2 separate regions of the Sus scrofa genome follow, and region 1 is linked to region 2. The links are chromatin contacts, called in public Hi-C maps. All regions are on one chromosome and are shown on one strand. Each heading gives the region's core, a stretch centred on a gene start, on an enhancer-like site or on the middle of the called end of the contact. The rest is flanking DNA. Distances are from core to core; before and after follow the strand shown.

Region 1 (6,953 bases), core at 2,633-5,132, 100 kb after region 2:
TAAATTACAAATCTTGAGGTTTTTTTTTTTTTTTTTTGTAATAAGAGAATTTATATTTGTAATGGTCTTAAGAATTTTGTCTGTAATCTGGTATATAGAATTTTAACATGGAGCACTTATGAGAAGCAGAGTAAGAGACTATAGCATCTGGATTTTCTTGGTTTCAGTTTCAACATTTTTCTTTAAAATTTTTCCTCTCAAATATGACTTAAATGAATTATAAAAAAGCTTCCTCAGTCTTGGGAAATTTAAAATTTGATGAACTTACCTAGAGGACAGTTAAGAATTTTAAAAATAAAAATACTTGTCTATTCACAGAAAATAAAATTTAAGGACTTCAAAAGTAAGAGTGTTTGTTTCTCCGGTCAGCTTTTGTCAACTATAATAGTTCTGTTCACAAACATTTTGTAATTTGTCACATTGGAAGTTTAAGAAATTATTGCAACTATTTGCTATGGAAATATTTAAAATGTTCTTTTTTTTGATATAAGCTATGTACTTGGACAAAAATACATTGGCATCTAAAATTTGGGGTGTGTTAAGACTTTTTTGTTTTAAAAATGTGGTTTACATTCAAATTTTTGAAGTGTTTATGCTTCATATGGCTAAGTTGTAGTTTGGCAGAGTTAACAGCATAAGAATAAACATGCTGTAAGTTTAAAAAATGCTTTGAATAAAAGTTTATTTTAATTTACAGTTTAAAGTACACATTCATTCTTAAACTCTTTCTAATTTATTTTCCTTTTATTTTTTTAATTTAATTTTTTTTTTTTTTTTGGTCTTTTTGCTATTTCTTGGGCCACTCCCGCAGCATATGGAGGTTCCCAGGCTAGGGGTCGAATCGGAGCTGTAGCCACTGGCCTACACCAGAGCCACAGCAACGTGGGATCTGATTTCTCTAATAATTAGTGATGTTGGGCATTTTTTCATGTGCCTGTTGGCCATCTGTATGTCTTTTTTAGAGAAATGTCTATTCAGTTCTTCTCCCCATTTCTCAATTGGGTTGTTGGGTTTTTTGGCTGTTGAGTTGTATAAGCTGTTTGTATATTTTGGAGGTTAAGCCCTTGTCAGTTGCATTGTTTGCAACTATTTTCTCCCATTCTGTAGGTTGTCTTTCTTTTTTTTTTTTAAATGGTTTCCTTTGCTGTGTAAAAGCTTGTAAGTCTGATTAGCTCCCACTGGTTTATTTTTGGTTTTATGTCTATTGCCTTGGGCGACTCACCTAAGAAAACATTTGTATGGGTGATGTCTGAAAATGTTTTGCCTATATTTCTCTTCTAGGAGTTTAATGGTGTATTTTGGTGCATTTTATATTTCATTCCAGTCTCATCCCAGGCATCTTTAGTTGAAATCATGGTGCGAATTCCTTTTCCTTATTTTAAAATCAGGGCCTTTTTTTGTTTTTCTTTTTACGGCCACACCTGCAGGATATGGAAGTTCCCATGTTGAATCAGAGCTTCAGCTGACACCTATGCCACAACCACGGCAAGCAACATAGGATCCAAGCTGCATCTGCAAACTATACCTTTGCTTGCAGCAATGCTGGAGTGAGGCCAGGGACTGAACCCACATCCTCGCAGAGACTATACTGGGTCCTTAACTCGCTGAGTCACAACAGGAACTCCAAATTATGACCTTGTAGACTCTAGTTATTCCTTTAACTTCTTCATCTGTTTCATTATTACAGTATTAAAAATGCTGGTGTTGATAAGGATTAAACTATTGCCAGCCCTAACTTGGATTTCATTTCACTTAGATTCAAGACGTGTTGAATCTGAGGTCACCTCCAGAGGATCCAGTCAGGGCCTGTTTACTTTTCTGAGTCAAGTAACTTGGTTTAATATTTTCATTAGCTATTTTTGGTAGATCGTTAGTTGTCCACACAGTGGCAAAGTTCAGCCCTTCCAGGCTTTGTGCAGAAGACTTCCACAAGCAACTCTTTAGTGTGAGTTGTGGTTTAAACAGTAAGGATGAGATTTTGACAGTGACTTAAGTTCCTAGAAGTATGTACACAGAAGCAAATTAAATACAAATATGATTAAGCCTATTGTTAAAAGTGATTTTAAAATACTGTCTTGCAGCCAAAACTTATTTGGAGGCTAACTGGAAACTTAGTTGATTCTTTTTGAGGAAATTTAGATTTTGGGTTTAACTTGAATATGAATTCATTTTCTATTTTAAATCAGTCTTATATGTATTTATTTGATTCCTGTTTTTGCGTTTTGTAGATTCTTCCTTTCTGGCTTTTTTACTGCTAGTTTTTTTTTGTCAAAAGTTGTGCTTTCGTTCTTTTCAGTACTGAAAATGTTCTTGGTTGTTCAGTGCCTCCAATAGAAAACCATTGCATGGCTTCAATATGGTTAGGCTCAAATATATATTTAACTTGACATCTTTAGCTTTTCTAAAAAGCTAGAATTTCAGATTTTTAAAATTATTTAGGGAGTTCCTGTCATGGCATAGCAGAAACAAATCCGACTAGGAACCATGGGGTTGCGGGTTCAATCCCTGGCCTTGCTCAGTGGGTTAAGGATCCGGCATTGCCATGAGCAGTGGTGTAGGTCGCAGCCACTGCTCAGATCTGGTGTTGCTGTGGGTCAGCAGCTACAGCTCTGATTAGACCCTTAGCCTGGGAACCTGCATATGCCACGGGAGCGGCCCTAAAAGGATAAAAGACAAAAAAAAAAAAAATTAGAATGAAAATATGGGACAGTTAATTGAAAAAATTCTAGAGCAAGTAGATGCTGGTCAGAGTTAACACAAACAACAAACCTATCCTTAGATGTACCCATGTAGAAAAGAAATGGGCCCTCAGGGGGAGAACCTGCCATAAAGCACCCAGAGGCAAGAAACCTGGAGACTTTGCACCCATATCATCCCTAGGCATTTCGCAAAGATAAATGAAAGTATACATTCACACAAAAACTTGTACATGAATATTCATGGACCATCTTTGTTTTTTGGCAGTTCCTAACCTGGAAACAACCAATGCCCATCACATAATCACTGAGGAATGGATACACAAGTCGTGGTACTACTCAACAATGAAAAGACTCAAACCTGGCTGAGTCACTAAAATAATAAACTGAGCCAAAAAAGCCTTGAAAGACTACATGCTCGTTTCCATGAAATTTCTGAACAGGCAAATTTAGTCTATGGTAACAGAAATCAGAATGAATTGAGGGGATCGATCGCCCTCAGTAGGACACAGTGCACTGGGGGAATGGAAGTGTTCTACGGTTTGGTTTTGTTTTTTTTTTTTTTGTATTTTGGGGGCCTCACCCAGGGCATATGGACGTTCCCAGGCTAGGGGTTGAATCGGAGCTGTATTTGCCAGCCTACACCACAGCCACAGCAACTGCCGGCACCTTAACCCACTGGGCGAGGCCAAGGATGAAACCCACATCCTCATGGTTGCTAGTCGGGGTTCGATAACCACGTAGGGAACTCAGATCTTTTTTGTTCTATGTTTTGACTTGGGTGGTTACATGGGTTACGCATTTGTCAAAACATCAAACTGTGGACTCGATTGCATTTCACTGTATGTACATTATACATTTAAAATTGTCAAAAAAAAAAAAAAAGACAAAAAAAAGTCTTAATATTTCTCGCCAAGAGAGCAAAACGGTCTTTAACATTTCTCCCCAGTCTTTGGAGGAAGATGGGGTTTTTAAACTCTGCCAAACCCGTTTCTGTGCTCCTTTCAGACAAGCCATCAGAAAGTGGTGTTTTTGAGCCCGAACTCCAGCCAAACCCGCTCTTCTCCCTCCAGTAGCTTCGGGGCGACCGATGGGGCCGCGCTGGCGTGTGGGGTTCCCGCCGCAGCCCTTCCTGTTTCGGCCGCGGGCCGGGGGTGGGGACGGAACTTGGGCGGGGCGTCCCCAAGTGCGGTGGAGGCTGGCGGCCGCTGGACATGACGGCCGGCGGCCAGGCGGAGGGCTCGGGCGCTGATCCCGGCTCCGTGGGGCTGCCTTCCCGGGCGGCCAAGCTGCTGTCCGCGCTCTTCTATGGGACCTGCTCCTTCCTCCTCGTGCTGGTCAACAAGGCGCTGCTGACCACCTACCGGTGAGGCGGGCGCCAGAGATCCGGGCGGGGTCCGCGGGGGTGCCCGGCTGCTCGGCGGCGACCCACCCCGGGGACCTTCCCGATCCGATGCCGCCCTGTCCCCGCAGGGCCTGGCAGGACACCCCGAGGTCCCCGAGCGGGGGAGTGCAGCCGGGCTGCCCCTGCCCTTGGTGCACTTGGGCCGCCCCCTGCGCAACCGACGGGCGGGGACAGCGAGCCGGGAGTGTCTCTGCTGACTCCTGCGCCGGCGTGGGTGGCTTTGTGCTTGGCACCTGGGCCATGTTTGCACCGGCCGGAACCTTCGCAGCGTTGCATAAACCGAACCACAGTCTAGCAAAGTCATTCCGCTGTCAGTGAGCGCGGACACAGGACCGCTTACTCCTGCAGGACCTTGCGCAGCGGCGCTTGTAGAGTTTTCACGAGCACCAGTGAGCTGAAACAAGTGATCTGAATGTGTTCTGTAAATGTGAACTATTCTTTGTACACATCGAGGTGTTCAACAATCAGAAGGGGCCCGGGTGGATAAGTTTATTTGCATTTGATCATTCAAAACGGGGGAAAACCAAAGTTCATATTTTAGACTTTTTTGATGAGTGTGCAGTAAACCAGGAAACTTGTGGTTCGTTGAACCTGTATGTAAAGACTAGAATATCCTGTTTAGTTATGCTTTCATTGTATCGGCATTGAAAGCCCTGTGGTTTTAGATCCAGCTCCCGCATTTAATAGCTATGCCTCTTGCGCCAGTCTCAGAGTCAGCGGTTTTTTTTTCAGATGTGAAAGTTGGATAATTACGATTATGTTAGTTACCTTCCAGAGCTCTGGCGTGAGCTATCATTAAGTGAGGGCTCTCTTTGTAAATGGTACTGTTGCTATAAGAATGTAAAATTAAAGTTTTATAAAGAACCCAAAGAGCCCTCAGAGAGTATCTTTGGCCTTCTTATTTTGTTTATGCTTGCAAAAGCTTCTATCCTGGAGTTCCTGTCGTGGCTCAGCAGAAAGGAATCTGACTAGCATCCATGAAGATGCAGGTTCGATCCCTGGCCTTGATCAGTGGGTTAAGGATCCGGCATTTCCATGAGCTGTGGTGTAGGTTGCAGATGTGCTCAGATCTGGCATTGCTGTGGCTATGGGTGTAGGCCAGTGGCTACAGCTCCAATTTAACTGCTAGCCTGGAAACCTTCATGTGCCACGGATGTGGCCCTAAAAAAAAAAAAAAAAAAAAAAAAAAAAAAAAAAAAAAAAAAGCTGAGACCCACAGGAGCTTGGCTGGTTCCACCTCTAAACCTCTAACGGACATTTACTGAGCACCTGTTATGTGCCATGCTCATCACTGGTACCACGGAGGCAGCTGTGAAAACACGAAGCTCCCGTTCTGGAGATTCCACATCCCTGGTGGACTCAAAAAATAAACCAGTAGGCTCATGAATAAGGCGGGTGGTTTCAGGTGGAGTGGTTGGTGCTAGAGCGTTCCAGACAGAATGCTGGAGAGGGCATGAGCTTGACATGCTGGAAGATCAGAGAGAGGGTCCCTGGCTGGAACCGAATGAACATGTGGGAGAGGGTAGGAGAGACAACAAGAAGATAGGCAGGAAAGGCAGAATCAGAGCCTTCCTTCAGTTAATAATATTGTATTAAGCCCTTGTTATGTGCCAGCACTGGGCAGATCCAAACCCCAAATGTCAGAGAGCATATATCCATCTTCCCAGAGCTTACATGGAGATTTTGAGTGAATCAGTAAATAAACTGGTAGAATTTATGTAACATCAGATGCAGCCATGTGTTCAGGAGACAAAAATAAGGAAAGGGAATTAGGGACTGTGAGCATGGGAAAGTATTGCCGTCTCAGTGTGATTGGTGAGGCTTCATTAAAGGAGGCGACATGTGAGCCAAGACTTGAGGAAGATAAGGGAGGAACATTCCAGGCATGGAGGAGTGAGGCGTACAGGTGGCACTGGTACTAGATAGGGTTCCAGAGTCATGGATTTCTAGATTGTGGAGAACCTCTGTGGCCATTGAAAAAGCTCTGAGGGAGATGAGAGCCAATGGAAAGTGTCCAGCAGAGGCGTGTGATCAAACTCACTCCCACCTGCTCTGTTGACAGCAGATATTGGGGGATCAGGGTGGAGGGAGGGAGACCACGATGGTATTTATTTATTTATTTATTTATTTATTTTTATTTATTTAGCTTTTTAGGGATGCACCCGTGGCACATGGAGGTTTGCAGGCTAGGGATTGAATTGGAGCTACAGCTGCCAGCCTACACCAGAGCCACAGCAACACGGGATCCGAGTTGCATTTGCAACCTACACCACAGCTCATGGCAATGCCGATCCTTATCCCACTGAGTGAGGCCAGGGATCGAACACACAACCTCATGGTTGCGAGTTGGATTCGTTTCCGCTGTGCCACAATGGGAACTCCAGATAGTTTTAATTTTAGTTTGCATGCAATTAGAAATCCCTTGGAAGGTTTCAGCATGGGTAGTGACATGACATCATTTGTATGATTAACAGGATTTTTTTGGCTCATGGGTGGGTGGAGAACTGATGGTACTGGAAGCAAGAAGAGGAGCTAGGAATTGATTGCGGTATTCTAGATAATTCTGAGTGATGGCTTGGACTGGGGTGGAGGGTAGCAGGGGCTATGGAGGGAAGCGATGGATTTGGGATATTTTCTGGTGATCCTATGGCTCTTGATAATCTTCACAAGGTCTCCTAGTGTGTTGCAGCATGCTTTCCAGTGTCCATGTGAAACACACACCTGCCTCAAAGAAACTGGAGTGAACACATACTCAAACCTGGCTCATTTAGTATATAAGGCAGGCAAATGAAAGAAAAAGAAAACAGGAGTTCCCACTGTGGCGCAGTAGAAACAAATCTGACTAGTATCCA
Region 2 (6,671 bases), core at 1,037-3,536:
AAAAGTTATAAACATACTAGATTACAATGCTAAATTAATAAGTTTATTAGTTTAGTAAGATATAAATGTACTAGATCATAATACTCAATGCAGGTTGCAATCCAGTTTAAAGCATCTAAATTTAGAAAAAAAGGAAATAGTTTTGTGCGTTTATGTAAAGGCAAGCTGTTAACGCTAAGAAAAATATGGGATTTTCACTTCATATATTTCTTAATTGTTTAAGATTTTAATAAAATGCATGGCATTTTTAAGAGTAAAAAGGTTAAAAAGCAATATTTTGACCGAGAACTAAATTCAGTTTTGCACTAAAGATAAAACACATATTTTCATTTGTTAAAAAAATAAAGCTTAGCCTTTCTCAATTTTCATTATTATGATAGTTATTGCAATAGATTTCAGAGAAAAAATAGAACATAATACTAAATGTACACTATATCTCGTCTCATTGTTTTAAATAGGCTCATAAATGTACTGGCCTACCAAGGGGTCTCAGGATAGCCAATAGTATTTCAAATAATTTTCTTTTTAATCTTCTCTATGATTGTCTATATAAGCTTTACTACAGTGACTTAATTTTCTGATTCTCAAGAGATACTGCCCGATTAAACTTCGCACAGATAAAGGGAAACATTACCTAGTTGCAAGACGCAAAGCCCCAACGCTGAAATCAGGAGTTGTTCACTTAGGGCTGGGCTGCACACTTTTTATCAAGCAAGGAACAAGCCAGTAAAGCCCAGTGGAATACACTGCCAAACACTGGCTCGGATGGTCTTAACACTCTTTTTTTGGGAAACCTTAGCACCAAATGCCTTCGAGTCCTAGAAGAAACAGGGGGAGTCCTGGAGACTTTGCCACTGATGCAGTTCAGGTGAGAAAGGACACTTGGGCACCCACCATCCCTGAATGCAGACAGTAGTATACCATTGCACTGGCCGTTCTGGCTAAGCAGGTTGTGGGGAACTTTGAATATTCGTGTTGAAAAAATTAAAAACGCTCTTCTTAAGGCAGTCAGAGTTAATCACAAGTTACACAACCCATCAACACTGCTTGCTGCCTTGAAAACGTACCGGACGACTGCTGGAAGCTATCCTAAGAAGGATGGGTGAAGGCACAGAACTTGGAAGGCGCCGGGGACCCCGCGGCCACCCCCGCCGCATTCCGCTGGCGGCCCTGACGTCACAGCCCGCCCCCGCGGTCACTCGGGCCTTCCCTCCATCACAGAGGATCCAGCCCCTCACCCCGGAGATCCTTCACACGTCCCGGGCTCTCGCAGCCACTCCCAAAGGGCCGGGTTGCGCCCTTCTCCATCCTCCTTAAGAGGGGCGCTCCTCTCCCCTTCCCACCACCCTTTTCTTTCTACCTCCCGATGAGAATCTTGCAGAGGTTAGGCTGGAGGATGGAGAAGGTCCCGGCTAGTTCTATATTTGAGAGCCCCAGGGCAGCGACCCCAGTGTTCGCCCCTACACCTCAACCCCAGAAATAGTCCTCAACTTTGGCCAACTTGTAAAGGCTCAGCCGCAGGGTTTTGAAACCCCCTATTCCAAGCTTGCACTCTCCCTTGCCCCCAGAAGGGACTAAAAAAGGCCAGAAGTGGCGTGACACCCCCGATTCCCGTCCTTTCCCCCACCTTCCTGGGCCACAAGGACCCTCAACTCCAGCCAACTCTTTCCAGAGCCCCTTGCTCTTTCTGAACAGGTTCCAGGGACCCCAGTCTCGCAGCGGGGGATCGTGAGGGAGCTGAGGAAGGGTGACCTCCTTGACCCCATTCTCCTTTCCCTCCTGCCCACCGCGCCCACCACGGGCCGCCCAGGTGCCGGGCGGGGCGCACGTACCAGGCGGCTGCGGGCCGCCCCCGGGGCTGTCCGGCTGCTGTGCGCCGGGGGCCGGGAGGCTCTTGCGCTCCTTCTGGGACTCCCTCCGGCCGCCGCCCGCGCCGGGTCTGTGGCCCGAAGCCCCAGCCGGGCTCCTGCCACCGCGGTTGCCGGTCCCCGCTGCCACCGCCGCCGCCGCCTCGTCGCGCCTCTTGCGCTGCAGCTGCTGCTGGCGCCGGCGCTCGGCCTCGCGCAGGATGTCGAACGGGTCTGACTCGTCGTCCAGCAGCTGGTGGAAGCGGTTGGCCACTACGCAGCCGAAACTCTCCTGCATCACGGCGCCTGCGGCGGCCGCGGCCACAGGACTCCCCAGAGCGCCCTTCATGCCGCCGCGGCCACTGCGGGCCCGCCGAGGGCAGCCCACGCGAGCAAGTCTCAACGAAGCCGGCGGCGAGGACCCATCCTACCCGCAGCTACTGCCCTCCCTGCCCTGCCCAGTCCCGTCCCTCCCAGCGCCCGCCCCCGCGCCGCCGCCGCCGCCCGCCCAGCCGCTACCAGACAGCCAATCAGCGCACGCGGACACGCCCCCTTTCCTAGCCGGCACGACTGGAAACCCAATCAGCGACTGGCTGCTGTCACGTCATGCGACCTCTATGCCCCGCCCCACGACTCGGCAGGGAGGGGTGGGGCCCAAGGGGCGGAGCTAGGCAGCTGGGCTATGAGGGTGGATCCTAGCCATTATTTGCGTTCTCCCTGAATTCATCATCGGCCACTCTTCTTTGAAGTTTATATATTGGTTGAGCCATTCAACAACTACACAGTGGACACTATATGTGCCAGACATTATGTTGTAGGAGATATTAGCTCCTTGTTTTCGTGGATCTTACAGTCTATAGGCAGAAAAGTGCTCTAAAAGAAAGGCCCATACTTCTCTATGATCCTATAGCAAAGGGACCTGACCTAATTAAGAAGCCTGAAAAGACTTTCCCTGGGAAATGATGGTTAAGCTGAGATCTGAAGGATGACAAGGGCCAGGAGCAAAGGCAAGTCCTGGAATCTTGAGCTGGGGTGAAGCACAACCCATTCAAACTCAGTGAACCAGTTTGCAGAGTTAGGGGAGGGCCTGACTGGTGAGGTATAGGCATGTGGTGCAAATCTGGCAGAACAAACCGTGGGTGAGTCTTCCGGAGGATTTCTTGGAGGAACATTTTTCTGGTACCTAAAAAGGGTTGGGAAGGGATCTGTCATCTTTCCACTTCTGTTTTTTGGTCCATGTTATGTGAGGGGGACATGATGCTTGGAGTTGCTGGCCCTTATTGTGACAGTGAGGGTGGCAGAGCAGAATGATGGAGAAAACCTTGTTCCTTGATGATGTGCTGCTGCTGACTTAACCACGGTCCGGAATCTACCTGCCTCAGACTTATTCTGTAAGACAGCAAATGCCATTATTGTTTAAACTAGTCTTCGTTATACTTGTTTCTTGTATCCAAAAGCATTCTGCTACAGCATCTTGCTTAGGTGGGTCATTACCAGCTTTTGCTGTCCTTTAATAGCAAATGGAAAAAGAACTCTTAATCCTAAAACTGCTGCCAGGTCTGTGTTTTACTCACTTATTCAATTTTCTGTCATTCACAAGGAGTAGGACAGGGATGATGTCTGTCGTATTCATTGCAACTTATATCCCCAGTGCTTAGCATTCTAGGTAGCTGTACAGTAGGTTCTCAGGAAATATTTGTTGAATGACTGAAGATTTTAAGGTAGCTGGTCTTCTCCTTCTTGGAGTCAGTGGAGGTTTATGATTAAAAGCCTATTTTTTTTTTTTAATCTAAAAGAGGAGCAGGTGTTCAAACAAAAACTTGTAACTGATCTTCATAGTTGCACTACTCACAATAGCTAAAATGTAGAAACAAACAAAGTATATCAACTGATGAATGAATAAACAAAATATGGTGCAATAGATTAATATTTGGCCAAAAAGAGTGCCTCTTGTGGCTCAGCAGGTTAAGAACCCAACTAGAGGAGTTCCAGTTGTGGCTTGGTAAGTTAATAACCTGACTAGTTAGTATCCCTGGCTTGGTTCAGTGGATTAGGATCTGGCGTTGCCATGAGTTATGGTGTAGGTCGCAGACATGGCTCGGATCGTACATTGTTTCGGCTGTAGTGTAGGCTGGCAGCAGCTCTGATTCGACCCCTAGCCTGGGAACTCCCGTATGCTGCAGGTGCAGCCCTAAAAAGCAAAAAAAAAAAAAAAAAAAAAGATTCCAGCTAGTATCCATTCCTGGCTTTGCTGAGTGAGTTAAGGATCCCAAAATTCCACAAGCTGCAGTGTAGTTTTCAGATGAAGCTCAGATCTGGCATTGCTGTAGCTGTGGCATAGGCTGGCAGCTGTAGCTCTGGTCCAGTCCCTAGCCTGGGAACTTCCATATGCCAAGGGTGAAGCCCTAAAAAAAAAAAAAAAAAAAAAAAAAAAAAGACAAAAAGATATTTGGCCAAAAAACGGGAATGAAGTACTGATACTTGTTATAGCACAGATGAACCTTGAAATCCTTATGCTAAGTGGAAGAAGCCAGACACAAAAGGTCAAATATGCTTCTATTTATATGAAATGTCCAGAATCGACAAATCTGTAGAGACAGAAAGCAGATTAGTGGTTGCCCAGGGGTTCAGAAGAAAGGGAATGAGGAGTGACTGCTTTATGGGCACGAGGATGCCTTAGAGTGATAAACATTTTCTGGAACTAAATAGTGGTGATGGTTGCACAAAATGTGAATGTGATAAGACCACTGAATTGTCAAATTGTTAAAATAGTAATTTATGTGTGTTTTGCCACATTTTTTTTGCTTTTTTTTTTTTTTTTTTTTTTTTTTTGGTCTTTTGAGGTCCACACCTGAGGCATATGGATGTTCCTGGGCTAGGGGACAAATTGGAGCTGCAGCTACCAACTTATGTCACAGTCAAGCAACTCAGGATTTGAGCCGTGTCTGCAACCTACACCACAGCTCACGGCAATGCCAGATCCTTAACCCAGGATCTGAACCAGGGATTGAACCCTCGTCCTCATGGATACTCCTAGTCCTGTTCACAACCACTGAGTTGCAACTGGAACTCTGCCACAATTTTTTAAAAGGCATATATTTTGAGGTTAGACCATGATTTGAATCTTGATTCTACCACTAATTAACTTTGTAACCTTATTCCTTACTTTTGTGCCTCAGTTTTCTCATCTATGAAACAAGGAAAATAATGGTACCTACTTCAGAGGGTTATTGTGAGGACTGAGTTTGATAATGCATGTGAAGTCTTCATTGTCATACCTGGCACAGAGTAAATAAATCCTTAGTAAAAGTCATTTGATAGTAATTATGATACCAAACAGGAAAAAAAAAACCTAAAAAACAAAAACAAACAAACATGGGCATAGCCACATAGCTTAGAAAATAAAGAATACCAAAAAAAGCAGTGAGGTGTGTTTGCTGAATAATACCACCAGCCCTTCTGTGGCATTTACTTATGGGCCCCAGTGGGAATGCAGTGGGGTTTAACCACATACAAAATGTAAATTACCTTGAGCTAATTAATATGCAAATTCCATTAGGAATAATAAAATAAAATACACCAATGCCTTCCAGATTGACTTAAATTCGTAGAAAGATCAAAGGATTTAAAAATATGTGGCTTTACTAGAGCTCCCGTCGTGGTGCAGTGGTTAACGAATCTGACTAGGAACCATGAGGTTACGGGTTCTATCCCTGGCCTTGCTCAGTGGGTTAAGGATCCAACGTTGCCGTGAGCTGTGGTGTGGGTTGCAGACTTGGCTCGGATCCCGCGTTGCTGTGTCTCTGGCGTAGGCCGGTGGCTACAGCTCTGATTAGACCCCAGCCTGGGAACCTCCATATGCCGAGGGAGCGGCTCCAGAAAAGGCAAAAAGACCAAAAAAAAAAAAAAAAAAAAAAAAGTAGCCTTACTACCTTTAATTCTATGCATAGAGCAACACCTGAGTTAAGACCAAGGCAGAGGGACCAATCAGGCTAAAAAGGTGTGAGTTTTTGTGACTCATCAAAGAGTTGCATTCCATCTACTGTTTTGCTGCTGGATCCCTGCTCCCTCTTTGCTTACCTTTCTCCTCTGTAAAATTATAGTCAGTCCTGTGTTCCTCACATGGTTGATGGGAAAGTAAAACCAAAGAGGTAAATTTAAAAAGATTTAAAAATTACATTATTTTACAGTTGTTTCTACTTGGATAATAATGCACGAACGAAAGTATTTTTCTTAATTCTAAGAGGGTCTCATCTGTTTTTTATGCCAGTTGAATCAATTGTGATAAGAGCAATGAAATTATGGTTCCTGGTTTAGTCGTTACAAGGTTGATAAGTGAATTTAAAATCAGTTTCCCACAGCAAATGAATAGGAGCAAATAAACAGTCTCAAAGTTAAGGGTTACAGAACCATAAATCAGTAACAACCAGGATGCTGCAGGACAACTTCTAGCAAGCAAAAATCCATTTATGATGACCAGAAATGGAGTATTTAAATCAGGAAAGGAGCTGCACCCAGCCTACTAATATTTGTATTCTTTTTATTTTTATTTTTTATTTTAGCACTGCACTCGAGGCATATGGAGGTTCCCAGGCTAGGGGTTGGATCCGAGCTGTAGTTGCTGGCCTACACCACAGCTCACAGCAACCCAGATCCTTAACCCAGTGAGCAAAGCCAGGGATCGAACCTGTGTCCTCATGGATGCTAGTCAGATTCATTTGTGCTGAACCACGATGGGAACTCCTAATATTTGTATGCTTGGCGTTATTGAGGTTGTTTCCGGCTTCCTTATGATAAGATATTACTGGCTACCACAATTGTTTA

The links. A called contact is a pair of places that touch in the nucleus more often than the background predicts.
Region 1: a contact with region 2 is called in a Hi-C map of skeletal muscle, with 3 times the contacts expected there. The contact joins the promoter of SLC35D2 here to the promoter of HABP4 in region 2. A contact is called at or near these places in 2 of 5 promoter capture datasets (fetal liver and liver), 10 of 47 Hi-C or Micro-C datasets (embryonic fibroblasts, fibroblasts, heart right ventricle and 4 more) and 2 of 2 datasets of contacts at active chromatin or transcription factors (alveolar macrophages and skeletal muscle).

Annotation. Positions count from the first base shown.
Region 1 is chr10:25,734,375-25,741,327 of Sscrofa11.1, forward strand. SLC35D2 (solute carrier family 35 member D2) reads left to right here and starts at 3,883. Exons shown (of 10, transcript NM_001244362.1): 1 at 3,883-4,062. The coding sequence starts at 3,911. It overlaps ZNF367 (zinc finger protein 367), which reads left to right. Exons shown (of 5, transcript XM_021064593.1): 5 at 1-699.
Region 2 is chr10:25,633,714-25,640,384 of Sscrofa11.1, forward strand. It overlaps HABP4 (hyaluronan binding protein 4), which reads right to left and starts at 2,287. Exons shown (of 8, transcript NM_001244681.1): 1 at 1,833-2,287. The coding sequence starts at 2,196.